Linked DNA regions of Mus musculus: region 1 is linked to region 2. The links are chromatin contacts, called in public Hi-C maps. All regions are on one chromosome and are shown on one strand. Each heading gives the region's core, a stretch centred on a gene start, on an enhancer-like site or on the middle of the called end of the contact. The rest is flanking DNA. Distances are from core to core; before and after follow the strand shown. Region 1 has its middle 44 kb from the start of Gm39850. Region 2 overlaps Gm39849 (a long non-coding RNA gene).

Region 1 (5,383 bases), core at 2,543-5,042, 200 kb after region 2:
CGAGGGTGAATGAACTTCAGAGGTGAGAGATATTTGAAAGCCAAATTCAGCAGCCTGGTGTGATAGTGAGCTTGGAATGTTAACACGTGAGGTGGGAGATCCATCAACACGTAGAGGGGCTGAGGTAAGAGATCCAGGCCACAGGTTTTGTTTCTACTTCTTTTAAAGCCAAATTTATAAATGTTGAAACTGTTGGCCAGCCCTCACTAGACTGCAAGTCCTTGCAGGGATAAGTACATTGTATACATTGCCAGAGCTCAGTGCCTAGGGATGTGGCGCATGCGCAGATTTACTAGATGGATGTTCTGAGGAGCCTTAAAATGTCCACCGTACCCCGTGTTGTCACTGCTGTCTTTTACTCGAAGGCCAGATCTTTTTTAAAAGCAGAAATAAATTTCTTTCTTAAGATACATACCTCAAGTAAATTATCTAATTTAGCTAATAAGTAAGCAATTTGAAAAACAACATCCGAATTAGGTCATGAGAATCACCATGGCTCGTACAGAAGAAATGTGCGATTTTTAGGCCTCCCCGGGAGGCTGTAAGGACTAAGTGGAAGGGAAGTAAATTTTCTGCCCCAGAAATCTAGCAAAAGACCTCATCTGAGGATTGAAAACTCAGAGAAGGGGCTGGTGAGATGGCTCAGCGGGTAAGGGCACTGACTGCTCTCCCAAAGGTCCTGAGTTCAAATCCCAGCAACCACATGGTGGCTCACAACCACCCATAATGAGATTTGATGCCCTCTTCTGGGGTGTCTGAAGACAGCTACAATGAATTTATGTATAATAATAAATAAATCTAAGAAAAAAGAAAGAAAACTCAGAGAAAAGACCTAAGGAAGGAGGCAGAGAAGGGGCAGTCTTTCCTGGGGCTCAGAGATTAGGAGTATTTAGACCCTACTTAGGAAAAACGCCTGATAGTGTCTGGGTTTGTGCTTTAGTTTGACCGTGTTCCTGTCAACTTGCTGACAGAAGGTCAGAAGGCCCAGTGATCACTACTGGACAGATTCAGAGGCATTGTGGTCTGCTCCCAATTGAAGAGAGAACAAGTCCCTTTTTCCCCAACTTGGTGTCAACTTCTTTTCAAGTGTGCTGTTGTCAAATCAAAAAGGGGATGGAGTCTGAATTTTATAACAAATGGAAGTGAAATAAAAGGAGATCCATAGCCTCTTAATGAAAGCACATGCCACCTGAGCAGGCTCCCTGGCTCGTCCCATGGCATTGGTGACTCAATGCTGGGAGTTACAGGTTTGTTAAAGAAGATGGGTTTTGATCAAGTGTCACATCTGTGTGACAGTAATGTGACCTGCTCTTTATCATGGCAAAGGAAGATGGGGGCCATGGGAACTTTATAGTTAGTTCCCAACATAAATTAGGAGTCTTGTGGAATGGGCGCTTTTGCAACTGGCCTTGACCTTTCAAGGGCCCAATGAGCATGTGTAAGCAAGGATCCACACACAGGTGTGAGTACGTTTGGAGAGATGGCAGAAAAGGCCATTTCCTAGCCTGTGCTAATGGGCTGGTTTCCCCTCTCAACTTATTATTGTCTCACAAGCCTGTGGTGCTAAACTTACCCTTGTTCTTGAAGTGCCAGACAAAGGTCTCTATGCCTTTTGCTCCTTTGGGATGTCAGTCAGGGTTGCCACTGCATAGATCCAAAGATGGAAAACAGAAGGAAGCACTTCAGGTGCCTGGTGCCATTTCTATGGGGGGAAGGAGTGGTGAGGAGGGGAACGGTCGATGTTGGAGTCTCACCAATGGACAACACGCCTTCAGGTGTGAATTCTGATGAATTTGGAGCAATGACAGTGGAGAGAGAATGCAACACACAAACACCCAAGGCTGTCCTGGAGTGGTCACAAGACAAGCAGACGGGATGATCAATGGTCAACAAGAATATCCCCTAAGAGGCAGCCCCCACCTAATGCCACGCCCATGTCCAGAGTAATCGTCCCACAGTGTCACTTTTACTGAGTGATGGCCCGTTCAACAATTTTTTCAATGCCCACACAGGAACTCCACCCTGGCACTATCGGCCCATCCTGGGCACTGTTCAACCCAACTGTTTTCTCGCTGTCTCCCAAACGCCCAACTATGGGCCTTGCCCAGGTCACTCCCTACCTGGAAAGCTGCTCTGATTCTCTTCCCTGTGGTGGTGGTGGTGGTGGTGGTGGTGGTGGCTACTCATTTTTCCTAGACTAGAGTACCATTCCTGTCTCAGGGAGGACCAAACGGCCACTGCCGTAATCTTAACCCCCTTTCTTTAATGCAGAAGATGAACTGGGAGCCTGCTGGGCATGGGTCAGGGCAAAGCAGATCAGGACGTCTGCTTTTAAGAAGGCCATCTGTAGTCCTGGCGGGATCCTGACAGCAAGCTGAAACAGAATGTAGAAGCAGGTTGGGATGTAACTGAGACTTGTCAGGGAAATGGAGAGAGAGAGCAGGAGCTCAGATACTGTGGGGCAGAGGCTGGCTGCAGGGTAGGAACCTATTGACCTCCAGGGAGGTTGTAAAGTCAGCCAATCAAACACCTAGGAAGGAGAGGAGTAAATCTGGGGCAAAGCACCAGCCTCAACGGTTTTCAGGTCTCTCGAGGATACCCTCTCTGTGTTCTGGTCTTTGAAAGCCGTGGTGATTTGAATGATAGAGACCTCCACAGGCTCATGTGTTTGAATGCTTGGTCCTTAGTTTGGTGGAACTGTTTGGGAAGGATTGGGAGAAATCCTTGTGCCCTTGCCGTAGGTCATTGGGGGTGGGCTTTGAGGTTTCAGAAGCCCACCTCAGCCTAGCCTCACTCACTCACTCACTCACTCTCTTTCTGCCTTCTGCCTGCATGCAGCTCAGCATGGAAGCTCCCAGCTACCGCTCCAGTGCGATGCCTGTCTGCCCACTGTCATGCTCCACGCCACGATGGCCATGGACTCTAATGCTCTGTGACTGTGAACCCCAATAAACTCGTTCTTTTATAAGTTGCCTCAGTCATAGTGTTTCTTCATAACAGTGCAAAAGTAGCTAAGACAGGAGATGCAGAAGTCTTTTTCTTTGATTTCTTCTCCTGGGAACTCTACAGTCAGCTAGGTTCTGGAAAAAGGGTGTAGATTAGGAAAAGAAAAAGAAAATCTTTTTTTGTTGAATACTGAGTACAAAGTTGTATATGGTGTGTGTGTGTGTATCCATACTACCTCCCCTCACACATACAGATATACATCGCTCAGCTTTTACTTTGTTGACCTATCACCCCCGACCCTAAGAAGCCACTAAGAAGCACCACCTGTTTCTATTAACCATCTCTCTGGACAGTTTCGCAGCCTTCCTCTCCCTCAGATGCCATCTACCCTTAAGAGTCTGGATCCCACCGGGCAGTGGTGGCGCACACCCAGCACTCAGGAGGCAGAGGCAGGTGGATTTCTGAGTTCAATGCCAGCCTGGTATACAGAGTGAGTTCCAGGACAGCCAGGGCTACACAGAGAAACCCTGTCTCGAAAAACCAAAAAAAAAAAAAAAAAAAAAAAAAAAAAAAAGAGAGTCTGGATTCCCTGTTCCTTACTTCCTTCCCTGGTGACCATGGACACGTTCTTTAGCCAGTCAGGGTGCCAGCTGGCTCATCTGTAAAATGGGTGAGCATACTGTTGTTCTGTGATTCACTTCAGATAATCCATGCATAGTACTGGGCACAGGGCCTAGGACATCTGTGATCCCATACAACTGCCTGGGGAGCACTCCTCCTCCTGGGTTTCGTGACCCTGCTGCAAATGGCTGCCTTCCTCTTTTTGCCAGGCGTGCCCCCTTCGAAGCTTCTGCCCTCCCCACACGTGGTATTGTTTCCTGTGGTTCTGGCTTCTCCATCTGACCACACTTCCTCTTCTTAGCCACTCCCCATTTGTATCAGTTGCTGCTACCTAGTTTCTCTTATCCAGCCACCTCCCCTCCTCCCACTTCTTTCTACTTCCCAGTATCCACTAACCCAGGCGATCAGTGCCTCCATGCAAGCCAGCCTCCTTGACCTCACCTTCACCCCTCCTCCTACCCTTCTCCTGTTCCTGTCTAGTGTTCCCGCAGAGACTGGTTCCAGTGGATTCCAAAGTCTGTGGAGGTTCAAATCCTATGTATCAGATGCTGTTTGCATACACGCCAAGCACATCCTTCCATACACCTTAAATCGCCTCTCAATTACTCATATTACCCAATACGCTGTAAGTGCTCCATCAATAGTTGTGTTCTACTTGAGGAGATAATGACCAGGAAGAAGAAAGTCTGGGAGTTTCTGTTTTGGTGTAGGTGCAACCCTCAGCCTGCCAAGGAGGCCTGGAGAGCAACTGAAGATCTACAAAATACTGAGCCTGGATGACAGGATATTCCTACACAGAGCTGTGTCCATGGGTTTCAGCTTAATGTTTGCATCCTGGGACCTTGAGTTCTGCCTTCTGGAATTTTTTTTCCCTGGGTGTTTCCATTGGAGGTAGGTCATATCCATGGGTTCAGGTCCCGGAGCCTCAAAAGTGCTAATTGTGAGCCCTGTCCGCCGATTCCCTTCATCTTGCCGTTTCTTTCTATTACTGATCCAAACCCTGGAGCATCTGCGGCACTACTACCAACGTCCTTAAGAAGTGCTCCCTCGGGCTGGAGAGATGGCTCAGCAGTTACAAGCACTGACTGTTCTTAAGAGGTCCTGAGCTCAAGTCCCAGCAACCACAGGGTGGCTCACAACCATCTGTAATGGGGATCCAGTGCCCTCTTCTGGTGTGTCTGAAGACAGCAACAGTGTTATCATATACATAAAATAAATAAAAATAAATCTTTAATAAGCAGCTGCTCTCATGGATATCCAGGTGTCCCATCCCATATCTTGGATACCTCAGGGATCTCCCAGGGCAAAGAGGAAAATAATTTGACAAAAGCTAGAACGGGGCTTAGGCTAGGAGGTAGGTAGAGAGAGGCTTGCCTAGCTCCAGGCTCAGGAGTTGTTTCCAAACAGGGCTGGAGGAGTCCAGGCAGGATTGCAACAGCCATGAACCAGAATAAGCAGCCCGGGGTAGACTGGAGAACTTCTAACTAGACACTCACGGCTCAGGAAAGGAGACCAACCTAACTTGGCTTGCAAGGTCTACTCTTACTCAGCCCCTCTCCCCTTCCAGCAGCCATTAAATAAATGCACACCAATTCTGCAACCAGTCTTACACCATTAATATCCTGATCCTGTGAGCCTTCATCTAGGTTTTTTTGTTTGTTTGTTTGTTTTTTTTTTTTTTTGCTTTTCTAGACAGGGTTTCTCTATGTAGCCCTGGCTGTCCTGGAACTCACTTTGTAGACCAGGCTGGCCTCAAACTGCCTGCCTCTGCCTCCCAAGTGCTGGGATTAAAGGCACGCGCCACCATGCCCGGCTA
Region 2 (5,149 bases), core at 1,261-3,760:
CGTGGAGTTTGGGCGAAGAGTAAGTAAGTACGTTATCTCATTAGAGGATAGTGAGTCCTCCCCTTTCCTTAGCATGGCTTCAGGAGAATCAGCCTTACCAGAAGAAACAGGGGCAGGGCTTGTCCCCTAGACCTGTGATTGACAGGCTCGGCTGGATTAATTCTCAAGGGAAGAGAGAGACAATAGTATGTAATGCTGTGATCTTTGGAGTAGGTCAGAATGTCATGTCTCTTCCCAGGGCCAAAGATAAACTTTCCTTCTGTGGACCAGGAGGAAGCAGTTTTCCCTTATTGGATTCAACAACGCCCTGGGAGCTCCACCTTTTCATATGGGATTTAAAAAGCCTACAGTGGAGCAAAACTGATGCTTACATTTCTAGTATTACTAGGGGGTTGGGAGGTGAGGTCCAAAGCCTACGTTGAGGCGAGAGTCCATCCAAGACTACTGTAACAATATTTTTCCTTCATATATTTCTGGAAGCATCATGACCAAAAAGCAAATTGGCAAGAAAGGGTTTATTGGGCTTACACTTCCACATTACAGTCCATTACTGAAGAAAGCCAGGCCAGGAACAGGACAGACACCTGGAGGCAGGAGCTGATACAGAAGCCATGGAGGGGTGCTGCTTACTGACTTGCTCCAAATGGCTTGCTCAGCTTGCTTTCTTGTAGAAGCGCGGACCATGGGCTGGGCCCTTCTCCATCAATCACTAATTAGGGAAATGCTCTCCAGGCTTGCCCACAGCCTGACTTTATGGAGCCATTTTCTCAATGGAGGGTCCCTCCTCTCAGATGACTATAGTTTGTGTCAAGTCGATGTAGAGCTAGCCTGCACACCTTCCTTGGTTACAAGGTTTGGGGACACTGTTCCTTTGACCCAATACTCTATCAAACAGCAGAAGAAATATTTCACATGCTTGTCCTAGAATGGCTCTGCCCCACAGTTTAGACTCACTGTCGCTGTACAGAAAATGAAAATGTCAACTAAATTTGAACAAGACATCCAATCTCTAGATTTATAAATCAGTAGATACATGTTAGCATATTAAACAAAAATAATACAATTATCAGCCTATTAAGCAAAAGCAATAATTCAGGTTTGGCAAGTAATTATTAAGTATCTACCATATACCTGGCATATTTTAAGATATTGATATCTGAAGCATTCTTGTGTGTGTGTGTTAGAGGGTTGGCTTTTGTTGTTGTTGTTTTTTTTTGTTGTTGTTTTGAGATAGTCTCACATTGCAGTCTGGGCTCTGGGATTACAGACATGAGTCACCATGCCCAGCAGCAGTTCTTTTTCTACGAGTGAATAATATTTGTGTACAACTATATGCATACATATGTGTATTTATCTTATACATTTAGCCATTGATATATAGTTAGGTTGTTTTTATACATTTAGTACACAAAATGTTTCCACATTTACTGTGATGCTTTAAATGAGAAAGGCCTTAGAGGCTCATATATTTGAATGCCCAGTGACCAGGAAGTGGGACTGTTTTGGTAAGGAGTAGGAGGTGTGGCCTTGTTGGAAGAGGTATGTCACTGGGGTGGGTTTTGAGGTTCCTAAAAGCTTTTCTAGACCCAGTCTCTCTGTGTTTCTTTGTTTCTTTCTTTCTCTGACTCTCTGTCCTCTCTCTTTCCATCTTTCTCTTTGTCACTCTGTCTGCTACATATGTGTCAGGATGCAAAGCTTTCAGCTACTTCCCCAATGCCATGCCTGTCTTCTTCCTACTGTGATGATCATGGACTAAATCCCCTAAAACTGTAAGCAATTAAATGCTTTCTTTTATAACTTGCATTGGTCACGGTATCTCTTCACAGCAACATTACAGTAAATAAGATAGTTGAGAAAATATCAGTGGTTATCAGATAAAGTTTTGAGATACTAAAAGAATATCCCTCAAAGGATATTGCCACCTACTCTGAACTATATAATGCAATTGCAGTTGTACATGGGATACTTATGTCACATTAGGCATGATTGTAACTGGTTCTTGTTTTCATTTGAAGATTAATCGTGATATGGAGATATGATTGTGTATCAAGTTGATGAGGAGTGGTCTTGTGGTGGCTGTTCTTGTCAACTTGACTACATCTGGAATTAACTAAAAACTCAAGCTGTTTGGCAAACCTGTGAGGAATATTTAGTTAATTGGACTTTTGAGGTAGGAAGGCCACCTTAGACCCATCTCACCTGAGGTTAGAAAGACTCACCTTGCCGTCTAATAAAGAAAGCAGAAAAGGCAAAAACAAAACTGATTTGAAAAACAAGGTTCTTGAAATATAGGAATTTCTGAAATTAAACATTTAAAATACCTTTTGCATGCCTCTGGTGCAAACCTGCAAATTCCTAAACCTTTAGAAACATCTGCTGTCTACTCCAAAATTCTTTCAAGCGTGGGTTTCAGCAAAAGCCAGAGAGAGGAAGCACTACTTCCTGGAGGAAGAGGAGCCTGAAAAGAGGCACGAGTCTAGGAAGGAGACAGACACACAGATGACTCAGCGGGCTTCAGGGCTTGGGCCAGAGATGACAAGGAGAGAAACCATTACCCAGTCACCCCAAGACAGGGTCAGGGAAGAGTGAGGCAATCCAGTGCCTCTGTAATTTCAGAGGACAGGCATTCTTTGAAATCTCTCTGTACTACCAAGTAATTGGGAAGTTCGCAGGACAAGATGTACAAATATCTTTTGTCTCCTCATTGATGTGCAAGGGATTGAAGCCAGTGGTTCACACATGCTATGCTAGCACTTAAGACTGCATCACTTGTTTTATTGTTATTTATGAAAAATTTTTCAGTTTGGTTGTTTTGTTTTATTTATTTACATCCCAAACTCTGCCCCCTCTCCTGGTCCCCCCTCATATAGTCACTCCCCCCATCCCCTCTCCCCTTCACCTCTGAGAGGGTGGGGCCCCCTTGGGTATTTCCCATGCCCCAACCCTATCACACTGGCCAGACATGGAATAAAAAACCTTGTGACAGAGTAACCTCTGCCTATACCCACAAAGGACCTTGCCTGGGAAAGGCCAGGCCAGTGGTGACCAAGGTAATTTTGAGCCATGCTCAAGGAACTACGAAAAGCCCAATGTGATTTAAAATGAAATGAAAATAAACTTAGAACTGAAAAGACCCCAGCATTGGTTTCCAAAAATCTCTTTAGCAATGAATACCTTGACTCAGACAAAATCCTGACACAGCACACAGGAGCCTGCTCTGGGGTAAGAAGTGGGGCTAGAAATAGGAAGTCCCCCATTCAACTTGGGAAACGCTGTACGGGCCCACAACAAGGTGGAGAGGCAAGAACAAAGCAAAGAGCAAGTATAGGGGCAAGGAGTGTAGCACAGTGGTGGGCGGAGCCTGTGCCTGCTGTGCAGGGGACCAGGCTTCACTTTCGAGTTTCTTTGGTCATAACAGACAAGGAAAAGACTCCCAAGTACTTCTGTACATCCATACGGCAGAAAACGAGGCTGGGGTTATGAGTGTTGGTGGGAATTGAGTAGGAAGAGGCAAAAAAGGAACTTTCTGGACTGACGGTAATATTCTGTCTCCATAGGCGTGTGGGTTACATCTGTCAAGATGCAGCAAATGTGAACTTCAGACGTGTATTTCAGTGAGGTAAATGTTGTGTTCAATGGGAAGAAAGCCATAAACAGATATTAAACTCCAGCTTATAATATGCATGTTGAAGTGCTTAAAGCGAAGTCTGCAAGATGTCTGCAAGTTACTCTGAAAAGCATTCTTTAAACCAAGAGGGCTGATGGATGAAGGAACAGATGGGTGTCTATACAACAAAACAGTATAACCAGTTGGGTGTACAGCTTCCAACTTTGCTGTATGCTTCCAATTTTTTCCTAATAAAATGTTAGAGGAAGGATCCTTATCTTTAAGAGATGCATTTTGAAATACTTAATGAGTGAAAATGTACAATGACTGGAATCTTCAAAATAATGTGGAGGGTACAGGCGTGAAAAAAAAGAACAGACAAGATGACCAAGAGTTTACAGTTACTGAAGGTGGTGATGGGTATGGGGGTTCATTTTACTACCCTGTTTCTGTGGATATGTTTACATTCCCATAGCAAACCACAGGCTGAGAATGAATTAGCAAAATGAGTTTTACAAGATGAGATAACACTGTGATAGCTTTTTGAGAGGTCTTGCCCTAATTTCTATTTGTGACTATGATTAAATACATTTGAAAGGGTTTTTTGTTGTTTTGTTTGCTTGTTTGTTTTTGTTTTGTTTTTTGTTTTTTTGAGACACGGTTTCTCTGTGTAGCCCTGGCTGTCCTGGAACTCACTCTGTAGACCAGGCTGGCCTTGAACTCAGAAGTCTGCCTGCCTCTGCCTCCCAAATGCTGGGATTAAAGGCATTGTACCACCATTGCCTGGATGAAAGGGTTTTATTTATTTGTTTTTTAGTAATAAATTCTAAATTGTCACCTTTTGTTTGCTATAGTGATGAAATCCCATTTGAAAAGTTGAAGTGGGAAGAGATGACTGTAGGGGTTAAGAGCACTTGTTGCTCTTGAAAAGGACCTGGGTTCAATTCCTAGTGCAACCATTTGTAACTCCAGTTCCAGGGGATCCAGTGTCAGTGACCTCCTCAGGCACCAGGTAGGCATGCGGTATGATATATATATATCATACCGGTTAGCATCCATTCATACACATAAAGTAAATAAACCTAAAACTAAAAAGAAAAAAATGAAGTAGTCAGGCATGGTAGCACAGGCTTGCAATCCTTACTCTCAGGAGGCTGAAGCAGGAAGATTGCTAGTTAGAGGCTAGCTTAGCTACACAGTGAGACCCTGTATCAGATGTAAATAACCAAACAAACAAACGAATAAGTAAATAAATAAACAAACTAGAGCTGTTATGATGTTACCCAGTGTATTTCACTAAAGCTCTGACTGAGATGGTGATGGCCCAGCTCATGCTCTGGAAACCTTTCTCAGTGGGAAGCATCCCGAGAGAACCCCGAGTCGTGCCTGGTATTGGCTTTTGACTGGGTGCTCTGAATCAAGATACTAAGAAGTCTACTGCTCTATATAGGGAGTATTTCCCCTGGCCCCTCCCTACAATTTGTTAAAACTTAAAAAAAAAAAATCCTACACAGATCAGCTCAGAGATGTCCTCTGTGAGTA

Evidence for each region. A called contact is a pair of places that touch in the nucleus more often than the background predicts.
Region 1: a contact with region 2 is called in a Hi-C map of ECoMG myeloid progenitors, with 5 times the contacts expected there. The contact joins two enhancer-like sites. A contact is called at or near these places in 4 of 484 Hi-C or Micro-C datasets (CD8 T cells, ECoMG myeloid progenitors, embryonic stem cells and 1 more) and 1 of 115 datasets of contacts at active chromatin or transcription factors (fibro-adipogenic progenitors).

Annotation. Positions count from the first base shown.
Region 1 is chr2:73,050,434-73,055,816 of GRCm38.p6, forward strand. No RefSeq gene overlaps it. Among named protein-coding and RNA genes, the nearest start is that of Gm39850, 44 kb to the left of the region's middle. Within about 2 kb of position 3,793, at least 117 of the 459 cell types and tissues checked have an H3K27ac peak or open chromatin away from gene starts, as enhancers often do. A contact at or near this core is called in CD8 T cells and ECoMG myeloid progenitors, where this site is marked.
Region 2 is chr2:72,850,176-72,855,324 of GRCm38.p6, forward strand. All of the region lies in intron 1 of Gm39849 (a long non-coding RNA gene), which reads right to left. Among named protein-coding and RNA genes, the nearest start is that of Gm39849, 9.0 kb to the right of the region's middle. Within about 2 kb of position 2,511, at least 25 of the 459 cell types and tissues checked have an H3K27ac peak or open chromatin away from gene starts, as enhancers often do. A contact at or near this core is called in CD8 T cells and ECoMG myeloid progenitors, where this site is marked.